2 separate regions of the Mus musculus genome follow, and region 1 is linked to region 2. Evidence: chromatin contacts called from public HiChIP or PLAC-seq data. All regions are on one chromosome and are shown on one strand. Each heading gives the region's core, a stretch centred on a gene start, on an enhancer-like site or on the middle of the called end of the contact. The rest is flanking DNA. Distances are from core to core; before and after follow the strand shown. Region 1 overlaps Slc35f4 (solute carrier family 35, member F4). Region 2 overlaps ccdc198 (coiled-coil domain containing 198).

The links. HiChIP or PLAC-seq counts read pairs in DNA pulled down with a chosen protein or histone mark.
Region 1: a CTCF HiChIP or PLAC-seq map of pro-B cells shows a contact between it and region 2, with 5 times the contacts expected there. The contact joins two enhancer-like sites. A contact is called at or near these places in 4 of 39 promoter capture datasets (hippocampal neurons, liver, neural stem cells and 1 more), 2 of 15 datasets of contacts at CTCF or cohesin (large pre-B cells and pro-B cells), 2 of 484 Hi-C or Micro-C datasets (cerebral cortex and uterus), 2 of 115 datasets of contacts at active chromatin or transcription factors (embryonic stem cells and large pre-B cells) and 1 of 9 other capture datasets (embryonic stem cells).

What each region holds. Positions count from the first base shown.
Region 1 is chr14:49,486,550-49,492,076 of GRCm38.p6, forward strand. All of the region lies in intron 1 of Slc35f4 (solute carrier family 35, member F4), which reads right to left. Among named protein-coding and RNA genes, the nearest start is that of Slc35f4, 37 kb to the right of the region's middle. Within about 2 kb of position 4,227, at least 7 of the 459 cell types and tissues checked have an H3K27ac peak or open chromatin away from gene starts, as enhancers often do. A contact at or near this core is called in pro-B cells, where this site is marked.
Region 2 is chr14:49,235,594-49,241,416 of GRCm38.p6, forward strand. It overlaps ccdc198 (coiled-coil domain containing 198), which reads right to left. Exons shown (of 7, transcript NM_025956.4): 4 at 287-373. Among named protein-coding and RNA genes, the nearest start is that of ccdc198, 6.9 kb to the right of the region's middle. Within about 2 kb of position 2,793, at least 7 of the 459 cell types and tissues checked have an H3K27ac peak or open chromatin away from gene starts, as enhancers often do. A contact at or near this core is called in pro-B cells, where this site is marked.

The DNA.
Region 1 (5,527 bases), core at 2,977-5,476, 250 kb after region 2:
GAGCTAGATCCTACCCATAACCACATGAGAAGACCACAGAGGGAATAATTTCCAGTTCACTCTCAAGGTCACAGAAACTTTGGAAGAGTCTCAGACAGAACAACAGGACCAAACTAAGTCGTGCCTGTATTTCTGACCCATAGAAACTATGGAATATGGTTTGCTAGAAGCCTTTATGGTATAGGACAATTCATTAAGCAGTGACAGAGTATCAGTAGCTGCCTTTGCTGAACACACAATTAAAACATAATTTGATATTATAATAGGTAATTATCTCCTCATATCTAATTTCGGCGTGAGAATTAGAAGAAATATTTACTCATTTGACAGGCTTTAGAGAGTGTCTCCTCTGTGAGAAGCACTTCACATGGTCTTGGAGGAGAATACAAAGCCTAGGAAGGCTGGCAGCCTGCCATCAAGACACCGACAGTCTGAAGAAGACCATTTTAGGGAGTGTGCCAGAGTTGAAGTGTTTCAAAAGAGAATGCGAGAGGGTGTTGAAGGATATTGCAGTCTACCGGGGATGTGAACAAAACCCAAAACCAAACCATCATAAGGTGTCAAATGAGTACTGCACGCCAGGGGTGGGGAGGGTTGTCAACAAAATGAAGCTCCATTAGTACACAGAAGAAGGATGGCCACCCCATAGGAGGATCAGGGAACCACTGGAAATTTATCTACAAAGTATTGAGTGAGGAGGGTCCCAGAGGGCAGACACAACACTAAAAGCACAAAGCTGGAACACCCAGACTGAAAATAATAATGAATTAAATTCAAATTAAATGTATCTGCAAACCGACTTGCCCTTACCTGTGCACCAATACTTCGGTCCATTAGTCACTCTAAGTCCACTTGCAGTGAATGGGGAGGTAGGGGAGAAAAGTCAACTCATTTCCTGGGTTGTTCCTGGAGCCTTAGAAGGTGCCATTGAAGGGAAGGAGCCTGAATTCCCTTCATGTTAGCTTCCAGGTATGCGTGCCTCTGGGAATAGGCAAAAGACACTTGTCTTTTCCTCTGGGTTCAGATTTATAGCACCAGGTCAGGTGATGGTCAGGACCAGCACCTGGTTTTATGGAGCAACTTTACTGTGTTCTTCACTGACACTTTCCAGTTCTGATAACTATTGCTAGAATAACAAAACAGGTTAACAGAATAGGCATAATTTTTGATATTCCTCAGTTCCTTTGTGGAGGATGAAGTGTAAGAATCTGCTTCAAAATGCTCTTACAGACTCCGTGCAACACGTGAAATATAAACTATATGAAAATTGCCATGTGTGACATAAGAAGTTCATTGCAGGAGATGTTTGGTGCCTGGAAAGGTCACACTGTGTGCTGGCTAGTTTTATGTCAACTTGACACAAGCTAGTGTTATAAGAGAGGAGGAAGCCTTGTGGAGAAAATGCCTACAATAAATTGAGCTGCAGGCAAGCCATAGAGCTTTTTTTTTTTTTAATTAGATCTTGATGGATAAGGGCCTGGTCTATTGTGGGAGGCACCATTCCTGGGCTGTGGCCCTGGGTTTTATAAGAAAGCAGGTTGAGCAAGCCATGAGGAATCAGCTAGTAAGCAGCACTTATCCATAGCCTCTGCGTCAGCTCCTGCCTCCAGGTTCCTGCCCTGTTTGAGTTCTTGTCCTGATTTCTTTCAGTGATGGATAGTGACGGAGAGGCATAAGCAAAATAAACCCTTTACTCCTCAGGTTGCTTTGCTTGTAGTGTTTTGTAGGAGCCATAGTAACCCTAACGAGGATACACCACGACCAGTGGAGCTGAGACACAAACTCAGGACCTTTGGCGTCAGTGAAGCCTCATTTCAATAGCAGAAGGATGGATCCAGATTCAGAACTCAGTTTCATACTTGCTGTGTAACTCAGACAAATCACTTCTTTTTCTCGGAGCTTCATTTGCCCTATCAATAGAACGGAGATTATAAAGCGAAAGCTGCTGCATTATTGAAAGGATTAAAAGGCAGAACCTGTGTGCTTGGCATGGTGCCTCAACCTAGAGCTTTCTCAGTAAATGCAAGTCATCATGATGCTTACTGTTCTGTGCGCTTTACACTGAGCCAGAGGCAACCTGTCCTCACAGCTTGTCAGGAGTTACTTTGGGGCCACACGGTGCTTAGACTGTATTAATAAAAAGCAAAACCTGTCTGCAGTCTCTTCCCACCCCTGTTTCCACTGCTTTCCACTCAGATGTTGCTCCCTATACTGGTAGCTCAGGTTCAGGTATTTAAAACACTTCCTCCTTCACTGTCTTTTTCCACATGGACTTCAACCATGCCCCATTCCTTCAGGCTTCTGTACTTTCTAAAGTAACATGGCACTATAACCAATGTACTGCTTGTAAAACTAGACAATGCTCTTCCTTGCCCACCGCACTGCCCTGAAATCTCTTCATCTTACCAGGCAGCCCACACTTACACAGTCTGTCTGTCTGACTTGGAAAACCAGGAGATTGAATCAAGCTTGGTATACTGAATACAAAATTTAGGAATGAGGAGTAAAACTGATTTCCATACCCCCATCCCAAGGAATAGTTACAAAACTCACAAGGAGAAAAAGGATTGGGGAGGAGAGAAAAGACCCTGTAGGTGGTGCAGAAATAAAATATAATAATAATAATAATAATACATAATAATACATAATCAATATATTAGGTAGATCTGAAGAAAGACTAAGGTTTTCTTGTTAAAAATATATAGGAATGATTTTAAAATATACTATAAAACAACAGTGATGAATAAAGTATGGATTATTTTTATCACTGAGACAGACTAGAAAGATGAGAAGTAAACCTTTGCATATATGGATAGTTTCTTCATCAAGTGGTTTTGTGGACCTGGATATCTGAAGAAAAAGAAGAGAGGAGGAGGAGAAGGAATAGGAGGAGTAGAAGTAGCAGCAGAAAAAAAATCTGAAATTAGAAAAATTAGAAATTAAAACTTAAGCCTCTATATGTGGATTCTAACTGTTAAGCCTTCGATCAGCAGGCTATCCATATAACCACAGAGATTAGATATAGGGTAAGGGACTTGCGGAGAGTAGGTCATCTCCCCAGGAAAGGGAAATAGAATAGATTGGTCTTTCTTCCTCTTGAGCCTCATGTGGTCAGTGAGTTGTACCTTATTTGTGTATGTGTGTTTGTGTTCCTGGTTCCCACAGAGGACAGAAGAGGGCATCATATTCTTTGAAAGTGGTGCTGCAGATGGTTGTGAGCTACCACGTGGTGCTGGGAAATGGACAGAGTAGGCTCTCCGAGGAGCTGAGGCAGCCTTGAGTGAATGACAGGGACCAAAATGTCAAGACTCCCAGAGAACTGGCAAAGCCTTCTCTATGTGGGTCAGGCTTGGAATCGGCAAAGCCTTTTTCTGGTCTCAGTGTGAACGTCGGCAGTGTGTGCAAACAGCTTCTTCCACTTCTGTTTACAGCCGGAGACTGTTCTCCTGCAGACTTCATAGGAGACCAGCTAATGTCTCCCTCTGTGCCTACCTAACATGCCTAGGTTCCTTGTGCTTGTGCACTGCTATGCTCTAGCAGAGTGCACAGGGCCCACCTGACCTGTTGTTTCTTCTGTGTCACTGTCTTTTCTTTATTCTGTTGTCACTCCTAGCTAGGCCAAGGCACCAGACCTCAAGGATCACAGTAGCAGCCAGGGTCCCTAACCACTAAGCTTGCAACTGGCCGTTTTTCTAAGCGCACTCACATCAAAATGTTTTGAAGTCCTTTACTAAAAATGTCTAATTTCTTTCCATCAAGTTTGTAGAAATTTATTAACCCACTAAAAATGCAGAATGTTCATCTTATTGTAGCTCCATGCAAACAAGAAGCAAGCAAACAAACAACCCAAGAAAATAGAGAAGATGTGTTTTGGAATCAAGGGAGAGTATGATTTCTTGGACAAATCACTTTGGTGTCCCTTTCCCCCAAGTCATTGTAGGAATAACCATAAGTCACCCTAAGTATAGTTGCAGAGAGTGCTTTGTAGGGGTTTCTGGCTGTTTGTTGGTTTATCTTCTTTGTGGTACTAAAGGACATCCAGGCCCACGTGTATGCTAGGCAAGTGCTGGATCACTGAGCCGTAGCCCTACTCTGCAACGATGATTTTAAGTGATCTTTGTCATAAATTCTTTAGCTGGTAAATCAGCCAAACCACCATAGACCTTAACGTGCTCTAGCAGGGGTAGGAGTAGAGGTCAGCTGAGACTATGATTGTTTCTAAAAGAATCTACAGAGTAAAGACTTCAGTCAAAAACAGGAAACAGCCACCATTTCCTCTTGATCTCCAGAGAGGTCAAGGAGAGGAAGCTGGTAGGGAAGAAGTACAGGACACCTGACAACAGACACAGTCTACTAGGGCACAGGTGAACACCCCAACTTCACTCTCCTCCGGCCCCCATTTCTTCTTTTTAAACCACAGCTCTGTTCCCAAGGGCAGGTCAAGGGAGTTTGGTGGCTGTCGACAGAATATTTGTTCACCCTTTGCTGCTTAATCTTGAGGCCCAGTTTGACAGGATTTGAATCATTTCCACATATAGGGGTAAGGGCTTCAGTATATAGACTAGCCAGGTGCTATTATTATTCATTTTCCTCATTGATCCAAAAAGACATCAGACCAAAAGAAACCTAAGGAAGTATACTTGTTAGTTTTTGAAAACTTGTTCTCCGGGAAGAGTGAACCTCAACTGAGGAGCTGCCTCCAGTGGAATGGCCTTTAGATGTGATGGTGAGGCCATCTCTAGAGGTTTAACTGAGGAGGAAAGGCTCACTCTAAGCTGGGTGCTATTACCCAGGGGTAGGGTCATACACCTTGCTCCACTTCTTGGTTGCAGAGGCCATGTGACCAGCTGTGGCCCATGTTGCTTTTGGTCATGGTGTGTTATCACGCCACGTAAGCCAAATTTTACCTTTGTTCATAGTTTGAGGTTACAACTTGTCATGGTGGAAAAAAACACCGTGGAGAGAACAGCTGTGGCTGAGGCAGTCAAGCTGATTACAGGACATTGGGGAAGTAATTTGACTTAGAGGAGGTCACAAAAGAAGAGTCCCAGGATAGGATTCATAGCTATAGCCAAAAAAGGAAGAGACAAGATCTCTCCCCTCCCTTCCCTTCCCTTCCCTTCCCTTCCCTTCCCTTCCCTTCCCTTCCCCCCCTTCCCTTCCCTTCCCTTCCCTTCCCTTCCCTTCCCTTCCCTTCCCTTCCCTCCCCTTCTCCTCCCTTTCCCTTCCCTTCCCTTCCCTCCCCTCCCCCTCCCCTCCCCCTGTCCCTTTCCCTCCTTTCCACTATGAAGATTAAGTAAAAAGGCAACTATTTACAAAATACCAGACATCAAGATACTGACTCCTTAATATTACACTTTCCAGCCTCCATAAATGTACAAGATAGATCTTGTACATAGTCTAGGAGGTTTTGTTTGTTTGTTTGCTGGGTGTTTTTTGTTTGTTTGGTTTTGGTTTTGTTTGTTTGGTTTTGACAGCACTCCAAACTGAGACTAAGATTCTGGTAGATCTATTCATAAGGTACAGT
Region 2 (5,823 bases), core at 1,543-4,042:
CAGCACAGATGAAAACTTGTAGAACCACCAGTTTCCACGCAAGATTCCCTTTTCATCTACATGGCTCTCTTTTCTCCACAAAGCAGACGGAGCCTGGCCTCACCCGAGGGTGGAGGGCACTTGCCAGTTGCAAGCAGGCATAAGCAAGCACTGATGCTTTTCATTCTACCTGCCAAGGACTGAACAGTCTGCGTTGGCTTTGAACTCCTGTGTGAAGGGGAAACTTGAAAAGAGCGACTCTCCCAGTCTCACCCACTTCCCCCAGTCTACAACCGCCCCAGCTCACCTTTGTGTTGGACTTTGTTCTGCCTTCTTGATGGCACAGAAGCCTTTCAGAGGTAATTGCTTGTGGCAGGTCAATGGGTTCAAGCTTCTAGAAGTCCAAAATTTAGAGTGTTCAGCATCCCTCACACCATGAGACGATGAAACACAAAAGCAGGTACATTAAACTACCCGAGCATTGTGTGAAAGCGGCACTTCCTCCTGGGCACACACAGGGAAGGTCATACCCAGTGTCACCACTGTCGTCTGTGGGAAGGGCTTTTTGACCTACAGGGTTCTTTATTGTTCTAGCTCAGTGTCTTCAGTGAGTTATTAATCAAAATCTTGGTCAGGGATTGAGGGATCGTGTTTAAAGTTACCAAATAGCTGGGGTCTTAGACTAGTAGAGATGAAAGAGACTGGAGACACACCTGATCTTCCCTTAACCACCCAGTGCTGTCCCAGTCCTTAGGGAGGTCTCTGGGGGAAGTTCCTTCAGTAATCATGGGTGACAAGGCATGCTTAAGAGAAAAGTACAAACTGGGCTGGCAAGATGGTTCAGTGGTTAAGAGCACTGACTGCTCTTCTGAAGGTCCTGAGTTCAAATCCCAGCAACCACATGGTGGCTCACAACCATCCATAATGAGACCTGATGCCCTCTTCTGGAATGTCTGAAGACAGCTACAGTGTACTTACATATAATAAATAAATAAATCTTTAAAAAAAAGAGAGAAAAGTACAAACTGCTAACAAATGGTAGGGTCATTTTTTTTTTTTTTAAGCAGGGAGTAAGGTTTATGGAAGACATTTATTGGAGCTTAAAAGGTTCACTGAAACTGAGCAGGAGTTTATCCGTGGGCCTGTCTAAGTTTCTCCTTGCCCCCAGTGTGTGTGTGTGTGTGTGTGTGTGTGTATACGTGTGCGCACACACACATCACTGCATATACCTGTAGAGACTAAGGGTTGATGTCAGATGTTATTCTACAGCTCTCAACCTTACTTTTTGTTTTTGAGACAAGGTCTCTCACTGATCTTGTAACTGTTTCCACTAAATGGCTGGGCTGGGCACCCCTGGGAACATCTGTTTTTACACAAAGCCCCTCCAATCCCAGTCTGCTGGCTTTACAGATGTGCCTGTCATTACAGATGTGCCTGTCATCACTGAATTCTTTCAGACTGGGCTTTTTAGTTTTTCGGGTGTTGAGTAACCAGTCTGGTCCTCATCCCTGCACAGCAAGCACCTTATCCACTGAGCCATCGCCCCAGCCCACTGCCCAGCCTTCCTTCTCCACAAAAGAGTTTGGACTCTACAAAGTTGAGCATGGAAGACAAAGCTTGTCTCCTCACATCGACATGCAGAGGGTGTCTGCAGAGTTTATTCACTCAGGGAGACAGAGCTGAGCTCTTTGCATCCAGGAAGTCTCTGAGGTGAGAACGGTCTGCCTGCCCTAGTCTCAGCAGAGAAGCATCCTCAGCCGCCTTAGTCATAATCACTGGTGACTATTAGACACATTTCCCATGCGGTCGGACCTTGGAACTTAACCTAGTAAAGAAGCCATGAGCGGTGACTAAGAGAAGCTGTTTGTTCCCCCCACTCTTAGCATTTCAGGGCATGAAGATGCTAGTTCTGGATACAGCAGTTGATTGTGCCAGAATGCTGGAGGGAGAGACCAAGAGTGGGGGACCCTTCCAGACACCTGTGGGAAGAAGAATCTATGACAGCCAGGGGCTTGGTTAAATGGGAGAACAGAAAAGTTTGTGTCTCCTCTGCATGGGTGAGTCTTAAGGATGTGTCTATTCGTGAGACTGAATGGCTGTGTAGCCATCATTTCTTACTGTATGCACGAGGAAATGTACCATCATATGTCGTTCTTTGGAAGACCTTATAAATTCTAAGGGTCCCATTTTAGAAAGGCTGACGATTTGTCCAGGTTTGCCCAACTGGAAAGTGGCATCACTAGGACTCAAGCTCAGATGTGTACCATATATCAAACCATGTTCTTCACCTCATAGTTTGCTTCCTGGAAGGCTGATTCTCAGAATGCCCTTGCATTTCAAAACAAAGTCTCCAGGCACTTCACCGGGGCTGGAGATTTTCCAGGCTTGCGTTATGTCTTGTAAGTAGAAAGTTTTCAGAACTCCCCCAGAGATGCTGAAGATTTCTTTAAAGGTTGGGGTGTGGAATGATCCCACATTGCTACTAATGACTGAAGGAACCACATCCAAGGAGACTGTAGATGATCTGTGTGTATAGTGTGGACACTGAGTTGGAATAAACCAAAATATTTGGGTCATTTAAAAAAGTACTCTTTGGGCCAGGCTTCTGGTTTGATAGTATGGTTGTCTGAGCCCCTTTCCTTTGTCCTTAGCCGTCTATTTAGGTTCACATTTCTGATCAAGGCTAAATGGTAGCTATTGTTAAGAGCCCTCTAGGCATCTACTTTCTGAAAAAGGAACCTGAAGAACCACACGTTCTCTTTGCCAAGCCACTAGATGGCAGCAAGCGGCAGTGCCAACAAGCTTCCACCTGCACAGAACTATACAGGGAAGCAATACAGGGAAACAGTTGGGCAAACTGGCTTCATGTAAATATGCCAGCCCAGTGAATCCTGGACACACGCACATGCACACACACACACACGCACACACGCACACGCGCACGCGCACGCACACCTCCCTTCCCCTACAGAGGAAGGCAGTTGCTTCTCTTCATCCTTTGCAGAAGAATCACACCAGAAGGAGTTGTTTAGGGGAACGGTAGGGTGGTACTTTTTCATTTTTTTAACATTAGGAAATATATTTGCCTAAAGGTTTCTGAATGACCTGACTCGTCAACACATGATCAATATCATCAGCTGGAATATGTGCTAGGGCTTCGGGACCGGAGGATCAATCAACCAAGTACCACCAACCTCTGCACTTGGTGACAATCACTGACTTAGGAGAGGCTGGTTTTGTTTATTAAAAGACAAGGAAGGTGGGTCAGAGCAACTTCAAGAAAATGTAGCATGTGTTTGGCACAGTGACCTAACATGTCTCTTAAAATTCTGGGAAGTGAAGAAAGTGACACTATGCCAGCTTTAGGGAGATGATCATGGAGACAACTTAAGGCCCAAGAAGGATTTCTGATTTACAGTGCAGTTGTTTGTTCAGAGGAGCTATCCATGAAACCCCTGAACCCCACCCCACCCCCCAAAAAAGGTTTACATGACATGATTTGGCTTTAGTACAAGATAAATATTTCTCTAGATCAGAAAACAGAAATGCACATATTTGTGAGAAGCCGATCCATAAGACACTTAGGCCAGGTAAGAAGTTATTTATATTCAGGAAAGGAGATCGGGAAATGCTCCATAAAAGATCCAGGCTCACAATTTTAAATTAAGGCTCAGTTCTCTTTAATGCTGCTTATTATGGAAGAGCTACAGGGCTGAAGTTGAACAGAGCAGCAGAGCATGTTGTTTTAGCATGTAAGAGGCCATGTGTTCATTGCCCAGTACTGAAGTAAAATAAATGTATCTGGGGATGAGTAGGTGGCTCGGCAGATAACGCTCACCATCAAAGTGTGAGCCCTACTACTTGGGAGGTAGAAATGGGATGCCCAGGATAAATGGGCTAAACTTTGAATTGGTGAACTCCAGGTTCAGCCAGAGGCTCTGTGTAAGTAAATAAAGTAGAGGGTGATTAAAGAAGCTAGCTGACATCAGCTTCTAGCCAGCACACACACACACACACACACACACACACACACACACACACACACACACACACACACACACACACTGTAAACACATACTGAAAGCTGGAAGATTCATTTCACAGGACTTAGCATAAGATTAAATACAAAGAAGATAAGACCCCGCAACAATAAATTCAAAAGCTTGCTTTGGTGATTTCTAAGAAACACTCAGAAAGAATAAGATACTCAAACCAACCCAGACCTATTAATTAAGCTAGTAGGAAAAATTATCACTTTCCTTAAAAGTCCAAGAGTCTAAAAATGTTTTTTACTAAATGTTAGGGAACTAGAGCAATTCTGTGTTGCTATAATAAATGTTTTGGAAAAGAAGGGTGTGAAATCTCAATTTTCCAAGAATAATTCAATCTTGATGGCAAAGCTGATATAAAACTGTGTTGGAAAAGTGTAGGTCTGTCTCCTTCATTAAGGCAGATACACAGTCGAAGGAAATGCAGTTCAGCAATGTATGTGTGCACTTATCTCACGACCAAGTTGAGTTTATGCCAGAAACGCACCATGGCTCACCATTATAAACTCTAGACTGTATTAGCTGGAGAAAAGAAAACCCAGAGAATTGTTTATTTTTGTGTGGGTAGGCATTTCTCTGTGTGTGGGTATGTGTGATTGTTTTAATAGATGGGGAAAAAATCCGATAAAATTTAACACTAAAGGAAACCGATAAAACTTAGTCTAAAGGAAAACTCCTGAACTTGAACGACGTTGTGCCAGGTGGCCTTTCTTCCTACCGGCTTGACAGCAGTCTTCTGCCTGTCCCATGCAGCAGCTTCCCTGCCATCCTATTGGGTGCAGCCACTGAGGAGATGACAATGAGGTTAGGTATTTGGGCTATCGGGTGAACATGTCTCTCAGTGGAAGGCCACTCTTACCCTCAGTGCAGCTTCCTTTACCTGACTCTATCCTTCCAGGCTCTAGAAATCTCTCCCCTTGCCTTGGCCCAGAGCTGGTTACCTGTCTGCTGCCTCTAACACTTTCTGCACTATCTTTGACTGTTTCTCTTCTGTGCAAGGAGGGTTGCAAAAGAAAGTTCCCTGAATTACTAAAATCTCAGTGTGCCATCCATTTCCTTTGGGGGCTTTGGTGCCAGTGGGTATCAAAATCCTACTGCGTATATTATATATGTTCAGTATCCCTTACTTGAGTTTCTTGGGACCAGTAGTGTTTCAAATTTGGAATTTTATTTCTGCTTTTCAAATATTTGCATGTATATAATGAGATATCTTGGGATTGGGACTCAAGTCTGGACACAGTTTGTTTCATGTGTTTGCTAGGCACAGTAGCTGAAGGTAATTTTACACAATATTTTCAATGTTTCTGCTTTTTGGCTGCAGGTTTGGAATTTTTCCTCCCGTGGTAATGTCAGTGATCAGATAAAAAATGGATTTTGGAGCACTTTGGATTTCACATGTTAGAATTAGGGAATCTTAAGTATAGTATCAATATCTTAGTGTGTGTGGGGTGAGGATGGGGTCATGAGAGAGAAGGTCTGAGGGAATCAGGACTGTTGGGATGGGGGTTGCAATGGCTAATAGGTTGTTCAGGGTAGGCCTTATAAGGATGCTGAAATTTGAAAAAAAAAAAAAAAACAATCTCTGGAAATCAAAGAATTATCCTGCTAGACTACGTGAGTCAATATGCAGGGGTGGGGGTGTCGAAGATGTTAGTAAGAAGACAGTCCTGTTAGGCTGCCTGATTGGAGGAGAAGATGGGCAGGATAGAGGGGGTGCTGCTGATCAGTTCTCCTACATGGGTTGGGGACATTACTGATTAAGAGCCCCCAAGCAGAGAAGCTTGGTTCTCACCTC